Regions from separate parts of the Mus musculus genome. Here region 1 is linked to region 2. The links are chromatin contacts, called in public HiChIP or PLAC-seq maps. All regions are on one chromosome and are shown on one strand. Each heading gives the region's core, a stretch centred on a gene start, on an enhancer-like site or on the middle of the called end of the contact. The rest is flanking DNA. Distances are from core to core; before and after follow the strand shown. Region 1 holds the start of Mtch1 (mitochondrial carrier 1). Region 2 overlaps Cpne5 (copine V).

Region 1 (6,575 bases), core at 1,859-4,358, 180 kb after region 2:
TAAATTTTTTTTTTTTTTTTTAAAGATTTATTTATTTATTATATGTAAGTACACTGTAGCTGTCTTCAGACACTCCAGAAGAGGGAGTCAGATCTTGTTACGGATGGTTGTGAGCCACCATGTGGTTGCTGGGATTTGAACTCTGGACCTTCGGAAGAGCAGTCGGGTGCTCTAACCCACTGAGCCATCTCACCAGCCCCTGACTGTAAATTTTTAAAACCCTTTATTGTGAGGTCTTTTTGAAAAAAAATGACGCTCACAATGGCTTATCCAGAAAAGAGTTAGGTGACCCAGGCAAACAGCTTTCCCTTCCAGAGTTCTTCTTCTAGGTCAGAAGTGGCCTTCCGCGTCTTCAAGTGGAGGGTGGTCCTTTGTGCTGGAACTTCAAGCCCCAAGCTCTTGCTATGATGCTGCCCACCAGTCTTATCAGCACAACTCCAACCTGATCCTAAAACCCGAACCCTCAACCGCACATCCTCACGGCTCTCAAATCTGTTGAGTTTATCGTCTTATGTCTACTGGGTTATCAAAGGTACAATGTGAGCCGAGGTCACGGCCTACTTGATTTGTCCTCACGTCATGCTCACCTAGATCTGTTTCTAACTGTCCTAACCACAGCCAACACCGTGATCCCGTACCTAACACCAGCAGAGCCAGTTTGCCACCTTCAATACCTCTGCCTGCCTCCACCCCCGCCCACGAGTCTTGATCTGAGGCTCAACATCTAGCCTGCACACCTGTTCCCTGCAAAACACAATCTGTTATTATTGTTGCTTTTTTGTTCAGTGTTACCGATTACTAAGCTATAGCCATTAAGCTCCCTGAAGTTGTCACCCCCAACAGAGCTCTTAGGCTTACACCCCCCTGCCATCTAGTTCCCATCACCCTTTGGGCTCCCCTTCACTCTCTAGGTCCCTCTCCAAAGACCTTTCATTCTTTCAAACCCCCACACTAATGCCACCATGCTCCCAATGATAAGCCACTTCCCCTGTGTCCTCCCACACTACACCCAGAGCCCCCCCGACCCTCTCCGCCTGCCATCCTAAGGTCCAGCATTTGATTCTCACCCCATCAGCTCCTAGCACCTCCAACTGCTCAACTCAGATACCTGCAAAGCCCAGAGTCCCTCCTAAGCTGAGGCTTGCTGTGGCTGCAACACTATGTTGTAAATACACATTCACATGACAGTAGGTCAGTGCTGGTCTCCAAATCCCCCTTTCAGCCGTCTCCAAATCTCTGCACAATTTGATGCCCAATGGCCCTGACAGTATCTTCTCATTCCTTATATTTCTAGTTAAACTCCAAATTCTAGAATCCCCATTCCTCAGACCCCAGGGCTTCAGCAACTCCCATTCTTTGTTTGTTTTTCTCGAGACAGGGTTTCTCTGTGTAGCCCTGGCTGTCCTGGAACTCACTCTGTAGACCAGGCTGGCCTCGAACTCAGAAATCCGACTGCCTCTGCCTCCCAAATGCTAAGATTAAAGTCCTGCGCCACCACTGCCCAGCAGCGACTCCCATTCTTAAGGCCTTCTCATTCCAAATGTATTTCTAATTCTCTCAGTTCTATGACAAGGATAGTACAATAATCTTCACACTCACTTGCCTTAAATCAAACCTCAAATCTTAGCTGGGTCTCCAACTCAATCCTCACCACCCATCCCCCACTCCTTTGGAAAATGCTAGGCTTCATCTTTGATTATCAGTCTGAGCCTGAACCACGCCAATCAAAACTCTCCCCACCTCCATCACACACCCACCCAATTCTGCCAAATGCACAACACCTCCTTCCAACCAGATCCCTCCTCCCCCTTTACCCTTTCCTCATCCTCTATTGGAGTGAATTGCTGCCAACAAGCAAAAAAGCGTTTAGGTGCCCAAGCATCCTTGAATCCAGACATCCCTACCTTTGCTCCAGCTTTGACAACCCTTACCTATTGTGCCTATCCCCATTTTCTGCCCATTCCCAACCCACGCAGACACAATTACTTCAATTCCTTCCTTCCTCCACTAAATGCGTCATCCCATTCTCCCCTTCCCCCTAAAAGCCGCCTCCTGGCTCCCCTTTCCAGACACCGCTCCACTCCCCCCCTCCACCAATGCGGAGGCCCCTCCTCCCACCAAATCTGTCGTCGCCATCAAATCTACAGGCTCCTTCTCAAGTAAACCGATAGCTCTTCCCTGCTGCATTCTTTCCCTCTGAAATTTTTGGCCCTGCTGCCCACTCCTTTGTCCCTCAAAGCTTTCATCCATCTCTATAAATCCAGAGCCCCGCTGTCCTCTGCCCCAAATGTACTCACCTTCTAAACACGTCGCTTTTGTACCCAGCCAGCCCTCATCTACCCATTCACCAAAACTTCTCGGCCCTCCCCCAATCCTGTGGCTTCTTTCCGCACCCCAAATCCATTACCCTTCGGAATTTCAAGCTCACTGCCTTCGACTACTTATCTCCCACATCTCATCGCCTTTCCCTGCACCCCCAAATCCCTTCCTACCCCACGTCTGTCACTCACGTCCCTTCGCTCCCTCCCAGCACCTCCAAATCGCTTCCTTTCCCACGTCAATCACTCAGATCCCTCAGCCCCCTCCCTGCACCCCCACACCGCACATCCCATCCACATCCTCCCGCCGCGCCCCCCGCCCCACCTGGATCAGCAGCTTCACGTAGAGCAGCGGGTGACTGAGAGCCGTCACGCCCGCGCCCAGCGCCACGAACAGCGCCTCGGTGGTCGGGGCGTTGTCCCCGGAGCCCGGGGCGCCCGGGCCGCCGTCCATCCTGCGCGCCGACGGCTGAGCCGCGGGCCGAGGATGGCGAGGGTGCGCGCGGTGCGCGGGTGGCGGGTCCCGAGCGCGGGCCTCGACTCCGGCCGGCGCGCCGCCCCGAGCTCCTGCACCAGCTCCGGCTCCCGCCATCCCCGCGGCGCCGCCGGGAGCCCAAGGCGCCACTTCCGGGTCCGAAGCCCCCATGGCGCCAGGCGTGGAGGTCACTCCCCGTCACGTGGTGCTGGCCACGCCCCGAACGTCAAGGGGAGGGTCCTGGCAGCACCACTCACGCCGCGGGGCGAGGGGGCATGGCGGGCGGGCGAGTGTTGTTCCTTGGTGCTCCCGGGCCCGCCTCCTCCGGCCCGGGGCGGGTTCTTTGCAGCTCTGTGCCCGCCCCTTTGCGGACCAGGCCAGTCACCGCAATCGTGCCTACGAGTCTCAGTCTGTGTGCCCTGCTTCTGCACTCCTTCAGCACGATCCCGGGACCTGTGTAGAAACCCCTCAATAGTTGAGTAACTCACAGCTGCTGAGGGCTGGGAGCACTCTTTGCCTGTGCACTTATGAAGGCCCGGTGCTGGCTGCGTTTAGTTACTAAATAACTAGGCCTGGGAGAGCTCTAGTCTAGTGCCTGGAGCATAGTGCTACGCATGCCTTGAGAGCAATTCTTAGGGCCACCTTCCAGGAAGGTGCTTACTCCAGCCGGTGATTTGTTTCCACCTCTGAACAAGCACAGCAGCTCTCAGCTGGTCTTGAACTGCCCAATAATAGAGTCTTCTGGTAATGGACCTCAGAGTCAGCAGGGACCCTTTGGTCCCTAGCAAGGGACCTTGTCCTCTTGCTAGTTTGCAAGGAAGGTCTTTGGAATGGTCAGATATTTGCACCCTCCCTGATTGCCCGTGGTGTAGGTTTTACCTCACGTTCCTGACACTTGCCCACGCAAATACTTTCCATCTGTGGGCTTTTCCTCCGTATTGTCCCCAGTGCCTTGTTTTTCCGATCTGTATTTGACTGTCCCCCATTGGACCGTGTTTTTGTATGGCCCATTCCGAATGTGGCTCCCTGTACCGTACTACCGTGTACTGTACTGTGTTGTATCATATTGTATTGTCTGGCATTAATATCTATCTTCTATCACCGCAAATATAGGAATGCATAGAAAGTATATCTTCAGGGAAACCATTCCTAAGGGAATGAATGAAGCAAACAAAGTAACAATCCAGTGCAGTGGCACACACCTGTAAAGTAAGCCCGATACTCAGGAGGCAGAGGCATCAGGATAGGAGTTCAAGGCCAGACTGAGCTGTGCACCATGCTACATCAATTTCCTTGGCTGCAATTGATAGCTGGCTGTTAGCAATCACAATTCTTTCATTCACATCTTAGTTACTAATATTATCTCAAGATACAGATCACACTGTGATTATAAGTGTGTGTGTGTGTGTGTGTGTGTGTGTGACAGAATGACTTCAAAGGGTTACAAAGGCCACAAATCTCAACAATTTGAAAGAGTCCTTACTGGAGGCAGAGGCAGAGAAAGCCACTTCTGAGGTTAGATATTAACCAGTCCATCTGGAGAACGGCTCAGGAAGGGCAGAGCTGCTGAGGGCTTGCAGGACTGGGTACAGGTGGGTGAGCAGATGGACAGACAGATGGATGGTAATTCAAACAGGCCACATCAAACACTGGGAACCCAGCTAAACTGAAGCCCCTGGGATTGCCAGGACTTCTCATTCCTCTGTCCCTTGACAATATACACTGAGTGGTCAAAAGATAGGCCTGACGTCCAGAGTTAGGTGTCTTCCTTTCTATGAGGTCCAGGTGAGAGAGTATTGTACCCTTCCCTAGTATGATGGTTTGTATATTCTTGGGCCAGGGAGTAGCACCATTTGGAGTTGTAGCTTTGTTGGAATAGGTGTGACCTGGTTGGAGTAGGTGTGTCACTGTGAGTGTGGGCTTAATACTCTCACCCTAGGTCAGTCTTCCACTAGAAGCCTTTGGATGAAGACATAGAACTCTCAGCTCTGCCTGCGCCATGCCTGCCTGGATATTGCCATGCTCCTGCCTTGATGATAATGGACTGAACCTCTGAACCTGTAAGCCAGCCCCAATTAAATGATTTTTTATAAGACTTGCCTTGGGCATGGTGTCTGTTCACAGCAGTAAAACCCTAACTAATATACCTGGTCTGGCATGTCACATTCTGAGGCCTGGTTTATTTTGTTTTATGGGCAAGAGTGTTTTGTTTGCATTTCATTTATACTTATGTACACCACATGTGTGCCTGGTACCCTAGGAAGCCAATGGTTGTGAGCTGAGAACTGAACCCAATTCCTCCGTAAGAGCAACCGGAGTGCTTAATGGCTGAGCCATCTCTTCGGCCCTTACTATGATTTTAGGGCACCCATGTGCCTGTAGGTTTCCTCATTCTGCTCTGATACGTATCAGTCAGTTAGTCTTTACATTTAGGAATAAACTATTGTCTTTGCCATGTGGGTAGTGGCAGAGGTAGTTTCAGGACAGCCAGGGAAACCCTGTCTTGAAAAACAAACAAATGTCCCTGAGTCTTGGGCTCCTTTTGGGGAGAAAAAGGAGAAAATCTAGCATCTGCTCTTGATAACCATGGCTCGTTGCAGTAGAAAACCTGCCCTGTCCTGTGCACCACCCCGCCCGCCCAGAAGTCCATCCTTACAGCCTGCTTCCTAGTGCCTCTCCTGTGTGGTTTCAGTTGGCATCAGCGATTGCTAATCATCGTTGAGACTTCCTGCCTCTGAGAACTAAAAAGGGCAAGGTCTGATCCATTTTCCTTTTCCTTTCTTTCTTTTAAAAAAATTTGGGTTTGTTTTTAGCAGTACTGGGGATGATGGAACCTTGGCTGGATCTTGGATCTCCACCTGTAGACCAGGCTGACCTTGAAGTCGCAGACATCCACCAGCCCCTGCCTCCTGATGGCATCAAAGCATTTCTAATAAACTCCAGGGCTGCACACATCCTACGCAATTAGTCTACCTCTGAGCCATACACTCCAAGCCGGGGTGGGTGAATATATGTATATGTGGGTGAGCTGAATCCCATTCTGCTACGCACACTCCAGTGAAGTCTGCTTGGCAGGCGAGAGGCCTGGAAGTGCTCACGAGAAACTCAACCTCCTGGAACCAGGCATTCTCATAACCCGTATACTCATACCCTATCCCCACATTAGTCTGGTGTATGGATCCACGTGCTCTCTTTTGGTATTATTTTATTGTAAAGTGCCTTTAAAGATTGAATTCTGACATAGCTAAGCCCTTGCCAGTGTTCCAACTCCTAAAAAAATCCTTGAAGCCGACAAACTTGGAATTCAGTAGGAATTCTGTAAGAAGGTTATCTATCCAGTAACATTCAAATTTACTGCTAGTAGAGATGGTGGAACTAATTAGGCATTGCAAAGAATGGAGCCGGAATAGCTCTGGGCTGGTCTGCAGAGTGTTTACTTGGGACAGTAGTCAGTCTTACCCAGACAAGGGAATTCACAATGGCCTAGCCAATAAGTGGGTTTATCATGAAAGAGTTAGGGAATCCCCCTGAGAGAGATTTCTTCACTAGGCCCAAAGGAACAGCATAATCAGGCATTTACTAAGAACCCCTGGTGGTGGGCTTAACAATAGACCTGGCTCCCTTCTTAGTGGTAAACAGGACCTGGTCACCGCCATCTTTTGATGTATACATTCCTTTTGTATTGTGTCACTGTAACTTGGTGGATGTCTCACGTGGTTTCTTGTCACTCTTCTGTATAAAAAGTTTGATGCTCCACTTGAAAAATTACACTCGCTGGGCGT
Region 2 (6,578 bases), core at 2,971-5,470:
ACTGCTGAAGCACAGGGCTCGGGGTAAGGGACCAGGCATCCTCCAAGTGAGCCCTGGGGAAACCCAGAGCCCTGGCCTGCAGTATGGAGGCCTGGGGAATCTTTCTGATGTAGATCCAGCCACCCGTCCATGCCTGTGTCTCTGACTGGCATGGAGCCCACGCCTCTGTCTCTGAACTGTTCTCTTCTCTGGCCTTGCCTGTCATGCTCCCTTCCGGGGTGCTGTTCAGTCTCTACCCCTTCACCCCCAAGACCCTCTGAGTATCCCATCCTTTCCCCACAGGTGCCTCCTACTCAAGATTCCTCTTGACTTGAAGCCTCCTGCCTTCTGTGCCCCAAGGGACTGTGGCAATGGCTCTGCCCACTTAGGCAGCCTGCCGCAAAGAATTCTGGGCCACGGAGAGGAGGAAGAGCAAGGCACCTGAAGGGGGGGAGGGGCGGAGACCAAGGCCTCCCGGCTGGTGTGGTCTAAGTGTCAGCTCAGCTAAGCCAGCTGTGACAAAGCTGAAGTCCCTCAACAAGAAGGTCTGTGTGCAGTGGTCCCGGAGAGCCACACCCAGGGGCACGGTGTGCCAAGCACCTGAGAGGCCACTGAACCTCCTCCCAGGGGTGGTGGCTCAGCCAACCAGAAAGAGCTGCAGCAACAGCCCAGGTGGAGCCTCTGAAGAAGACACCAGAGTTTCTCACCCTGTCCAGCTGCCCAGCCCCAACGCTGGCCAGTGCGAGCTTCTGAGTCTTCAGGTCTGAGCAATGGATCTTTGGGGAACTTTGTTTAACTCTTCCCATGAGTGCCCCCGCAGCAGGGATGGCCCCACCCCACCCCAGGCCCTGGGAGGCCTGTGCTGTTCCTAGCTCCGTGTGGGGCCTGGAATAGATCCCTTCTCTTCATTGCTAGGAAGGCTGGTCAAAAGGAATGGTTTCGAGACCTTTTTCATTTTGGTTGCACATCTAAAGAACTGCCATTCTGGGGAGGTCCTGCCTCCTCTGGGGCACTTAGGATGTGTGTTTGGGGTGGGGGGGGGGGAATTACCCAGGTCTAATGGCAAAGACTGGGCGTGCTTCTATTGTGAATGGGGAAGGCCTGTGAGCACAGGGCACTGCCCAAACAAATGCTGTTTCTACCTGGGGGACACTGCAGTCAGGGACATCAGCGCATCCAAGTCCCCGAGTGTGAAGAAGCCCCACACAGAAGAGTCTTGATTGGAAGGAGCGGTACACAGGAGAGTCTTGGTTCATTTCTCCCACACATGAGCGGAGTATGGGACAATCAGAGGCCTACCTTCCATAGGTCTGTCACCACCCCCAGTGCTGGCTCCATTTTACATGTGGGGTTGCTCCAAGGAGGATGGGATTCGGGGAGAGAACTCTTCTGAGCCTAGTGACTACATTACCTGACAGAGACATCTCTCTCAGGAATAAGGGTCAGAGGAGGGAAAGAGGGCACAAACCCAGGTACATTTGCATAGCAAATATACGGACCCATTCTAGAATAGACAACAGAGAAAGCCCAGATCTCTCATGTTGAACATGGGAACAGAGAGCTCCGTGCAGTGTGGTCATGCAGCATGGCTCACCAGAACAAGGTGGCCCTCCTCCCGGCCCCAGGGCTTCTCCAACACCAGTAACCACATCTACAGCTGCCCCCAGGGCCTTTGCATATGCTGTTTTTGAGGGCTGGGTCCCTTTATTCTGTATTTATTCTGTATTCTATATTTATTATGTATTCTCAATATCTGATCCATTCTGTTTCACCTTCCCCCACAGCTCTTGAAATCATTTCACTGATGTGTGTGCAGGTACTAAAGAACCCTCTGCCTCCCCTGTTATAAGCACCAGGGACCTGGGTCTTCCGTTTCCTGCCTGTGTCATTTGCCCGTATGGTTCTGCTGAGAGCCCAGCACATATTTGCTGAATGTTAGAATGTCCAGCCCACCAGCCCTCACAAATCAAGGACCAAAGTGGTCTCTGGTGGTAACAGTTACTCAGCGGCAGTGCCTGCTGCTGCCCACGCAGGATGAAAGGTGGAGTTGACTCCTGCATGACTCTTCGCTGTCTAACCTTGACTGAGTCACTTCCCTGCTCCTCTCCATGATAGTGGATGCCAGTGTGGCCTCTCACAGTGCCCAGTTCCTGGGGATTCCCCACATGCACACCCGCTTTTCCTTCCTGCAGAGATTCCCTGAGGCTGATGGTTCTCTGCTACCCACTCACCTAGATGGGACCCCTGCCCTTCAGCCTGGCTTTTGGCTCAGGGCAATGCCCCTCCATTGCGACAGGGGGCGCTACTCACCGTGCCAGAATTCACGTATTTCTTTTTCTTCATTTTCTTTTTTGGATTTATCACCTGTAGGGAAAAGTAACCACTGTTTGAAAGCAGTCGGGACAGTTTCGGGGCTCCCAGCAGACCTGGGTGTGGCTTGGGCATCAGCCCAGCAGGGTACGGGTGTGACCGCAGCTTGGGAAGGGCTTTGCCAGGCTTTGTGAGATGCTGGCACTTGGGCATCCTCATTAACCCTGAGTCCCAGTATCCATCACACTGAGACAGTTTCTTTAGCTTTGTCTCCCAATACCCTTAAACCTGCCAGAGCAACCAGGTGTTGCAAGACAACTCTGCCCACGCCTGCCTGTGCTGGCTGGGCCGCTCTTTTACCCCCTACACATTTGCAGTCCTGCCTTCCCCATTCTCCTTGGGGCTCCCACTCAGGGGTGCCCTGAGCCTATGAGCCTGGCTCTGGGCCACCCTGACCCACAGTAGGAAGCTTCCAAACCAAACCTGCTCGTCCCATGACAAGGCTCCGCACAGTAGGCTCTGTAAAGACTCAGGATGTCTCTGTCCCCCCACTAGTGACAACAGTGGGTGACACCCTTCACCCCTGACATCTAGTAAAGTCTGTAGGTGGTTGTCACCACTCGGGGAGCGGGTGGGAGGTCAAGACGCTGCCTCAGAGCAGTGACCCAGCTGTAGTTGTGGTTACTGGTGTTGGAGAAGCCCTGGGGCTGGGAGGAGGGCCACCTTGTCCTGGTGAGCCATGCTGCACGGAGCTCTCTGTTCCCAGGCTCAACACGAGAGATCTGGGCTTTCTCTGGTGTGCAATCAACAGAGCCAGGCTGTTCTCAAACTCTTATCCCCTCTCCCACATGGCATATCCCACGTGCCTCTCTTGGGGATCTTTCCTATGTCTTTTTATTTGTTGTTTTTTCAAGACGGCATTCCCTACATAGCTCTGGCTGGCCTGGAACTTGCTCTGTAGACCAGGCTGGCCTTGAACTCGGAGATCCACCATCTGCCTCTGCCTCTCAAGTGCTAGGATTAAAGGCGTGCGCCACCAGCTTCCTGTCTTCCCTCCCTATGTCTTTAACTGCAGTTTCTTCGGTCTAACAAGGATTGATGCCCACTTCAGAGACGAAGGGAACCAGGACACAGAGATGCCAGGCGATTTGCTTAAGTCACACAGCCATCTGGGTAGACACAGGAAGAGAAACCTGTCTCCAGGCCAGCGGTGCATACGTACAGAGCTGTCACCCGTGATGGATGAGTGACAAGTTCAAATGGGAGGGCTGGCATCATGCTCAGGTGGGGACTGAGGCTGGGTCTGAGATGCTGAACATCCTAGAAGTGCCTCTCTAGCCATGGGGCAGCCTTCTCTAATACCACCTGGCTGCCAGGCAGAAGGGCAGAGTTGCAGACTCAACATTAATGTTTACCCAGCTGAGCTTATTCGGGGTTTGGAACAAAATGTACCTCCGACCCCTGCTTCACGGTTCCCTGCAGCAGAGTGGAGCGAGCAGAACACGGTTTAGGGGTGTAGATTTCTTTATAGTACCTCTTAGACTCATTTTGGTTTGCTTTCTATTGTTGAGACAGGGGTCTCACCGTGTAGTCTAGGCTGGCCTTGAGGTCACATTCCCCTGCTTCTGCTTTCTGAGTGGTGGGGACCACAGATACACACAACCGTGCCTGACACATTTCTTTGAAGCCTTTGGCATTATCTTTAAATTAACGTGTAGTCAGTCACACTTCCGCTCTCTGAACCTACTCTTTTTTTTTTTTTTTTATGTTAAAGCAACCGTTGGCGTCAGATCTGAGCGAAGTGGACAGTGAGTTAGCACCCTGTCTGCTCTGAGCTCTCCTGGGATTTCCTAGAACCTCCCTCATCCTAGCCTCTCTAGCTACAAGTGACTGTCAGGCTTCACACAGGGCCACAGCACCCCCTAGGGACGCTACAAGGAACTGGCCCGCTCCACTAGGCGGCTACCTTTCCCCATGTCTGAAATCTGGTTTCCTGTGCACCAGGCTGCTGGGAATGCAGAATGAACCGGCCCACCTCTGAGGGTCTCATGGTCATGGAAAGGCCCCAGGCACAACCTCGGGAAGAAGAGTGTGCCTGTAGAGACTTGCAAAGGTGATGACTTCCTTGAGGGGACATTTGAGAAAGCCTCTGGGGACCATATTGATCAGAAGTGGGACCATATTGACTCAGTAGAGTCCTTGGGGAGGCAGCAGCTTCAGTGCTCGGGGCCCAGACAGACATGAGCCGTGCCTCTCTTCACAGAAGGAGCACACTCCCCTCTGTAGGCCCGTGGGGCTCAGGTGTGGTGACAATGGGGTCAGGTTAATACTCAGTGCCAGCTTAAGTGGAGATCTGCCTTAACATTAGAGAGTGGGGGTGTGGGGTGAAGTTCATTTCAAGGCAACACGGAGCCACACCCAGAGCATTCTGGTCACTGTGGAGGTTAGAAGAGACTAGAATCCTATTGCAAAGCCCCACACCCTGCAGAGGATGGTGGGAGCTCAGGAGGTGGGGGGGGGGTGTGCTGTTGGGGATCACTGGAGGGGTTGGAGACTGGAGGCTTGTCTGGGGCTGTCAGAAGGACAGTAGGACTTGAAGAGGCTCAGCGTCTGAGTGATTCTTTAGCAGAGGCTGGGTCCCAGGAACAGCTGCTTTAAAAGTGTGTCCCGCCAGGGTGGCTTCAGGGTTGGAGGTGGGGTGTTGACTGGTGAGGACCTTTTTCACACTCCTGACTCTAGCAAGGGCTTCCTGGGCCCACTTGGCCTCCTGGTGACACCCCTTGGGTCCAAAGCTGCCCCCCCGGGGGTGGGGGCGGGGCGCCAGAAACGGAGGTGGTTTTCCCCTGGCTCAGGCAGCTCGTATCTTGTTGATTGCAAAGAGGCTGTCTGAGGAAACGGAAGGAAACCGGCCGCCCCATCTGTGCAGCTTCCGATTTCCATTTCACCCAAGACTTCACAGCCACTGGAAGCCAAACCCCAAGAGAGATAACTGCTCCACCCACTTCCCAAAGAAAGGTACAGTCTGCCTTGCCTGGGCTAGGGGACTCCTTCCCCAAAACCACTATGAAGGTCGGAAAGATAGTTCAGTGGTTAAGAGCACTGGCTACTCCTCCAGAGGACCACAAGCTTTGTCTGAAGACGTGGGGCCACTCTGGAGTTGGGACCTCAGGTCTTGGCTTGTTAGACATCTTTCCCTTCCTTCCTGGTGCTCTTCCTGTGGTGTGTGTTGGAGGTGTGTGTGTAGGGCCGGGGAATGGTGGTGTGTGTGTGGGGGAGGGGAGTGGCTATTAAATTACTTTTATAAAAATTTATTTATTTATTTTTATGTATGTGAGTACACTGTAGCTATACAGAGCTGTACAGATGGTTGTGAGCCTTCATGTGGTTGTTGGGAATTGAATTTTAGGACCTCTGCTCGCTCCAAGTCAACCCCTCTTGCTCCAGTCAGGCCTGCTGGTTCAGTTCCTGCTTTCTCTGGCCCAAAGATTTATTTATTATTATACATTATTATACACCAGAAGTGGGCGTCAGATCTCATTACGGATGGTTGTGAGCCACCCTGTGGGGGCTGGGATTTGAACTCAGGACCTTCAGAAGAGCAGTCAGTGCTCTTACCCGCTGAGCCATCTCGCCAGCCCGCACCCAGGACTTTCTTAAGGACCTATCAGAAGTGTTCTGCAAGGGGTGGAACTCAAGAACTTGGAAGTCAGATGACTTAGCGCTGTGTGTTTGTGTGGGGGTATGGTGTATGGTTGGGTGTGTGGTGTATGAGGTGTGTGGGGAGATCTGTGAAATGGAAACATGAAACCCACCTTGTGAGACAATCCGGAAATCCCTGGCCCCAACCCCTCTCAGAGCTCCTGGGTCCTTGCTGACCCAGCACCCCCATGAGGAGAGACCCCACCCCTGGAGCATCTTACCTCATAGATGTTGAACTGACTCTGGCCACGTGCCAGCTCCCGGTAGCTGGTGGTGAACTCCCCAATGAAGTCATGGCTGCAAGAGAAGATGCTGCTGAGGCTGGAGGCCCAGGGTACCGATGGATGTCGATGTCGCCCACTACAGCCTCTCCCAGACCTGCCCCGCCCCCATTCTGCCAGGGCCTCCACCCCAAGTCACAGAGTATGGGAAGGGAGCCGTGGACCAAGAAAGCCAGGCTACTTGACAGAATTCGGAGTCCCAGAGGAAGGAGCCACAGGTCTGCTTGGATTCTCATTTAAATGAGCAAGAGAAGGCATCTGGGGACAATCTCTGCAGAGGGAACGACTCTGGATGACAGTCAAGTACTG

The links. HiChIP or PLAC-seq counts read pairs in DNA pulled down with a chosen protein or histone mark.
Region 1: a contact with region 2 is called in an H3K27ac HiChIP or PLAC-seq map of the HPC-7 cell line, with 8 times the contacts expected there. The contact joins the promoter of Mtch1 here to the enhancer-like site in region 2. A contact is called at or near these places in 2 of 39 promoter capture datasets (hippocampal neurons and pre-B cells), 4 of 484 Hi-C or Micro-C datasets (CD4 T cells, the N1E-115 cell line, cerebral cortex and 1 more), 10 of 115 datasets of contacts at active chromatin or transcription factors (the HPC-7 cell line, double positive thymocytes, effector CD8 T cells and 4 more) and 4 of 9 other capture datasets (adipose tissue, embryonic stem cells, liver and 1 more).

What each region holds. Positions count from the first base shown.
Region 1 is chr17:29,344,824-29,351,398 of GRCm38.p6, forward strand. It overlaps Mtch1 (mitochondrial carrier 1), which reads right to left and starts at 3,109. Exons shown (of 12, transcript NM_019880.4): 1 at 2,644-3,109. The coding sequence starts at 2,964.
Region 2 is chr17:29,167,116-29,173,693 of GRCm38.p6, forward strand. It overlaps Cpne5 (copine V), which reads right to left. Exons shown (of 21, transcript NM_153166.2): 12 at 6,210-6,285; 13 at 2,290-2,343. Among named protein-coding and RNA genes, the nearest start is that of Rab44, 56 kb to the left of the region's middle. Within about 2 kb of position 4,221, at least 104 of the 459 cell types and tissues checked have an H3K27ac peak or open chromatin away from gene starts, as enhancers often do. A contact at or near this core is called in the HPC-7 cell line, double positive thymocytes, effector CD8 T cells and 4 more, where this site is marked.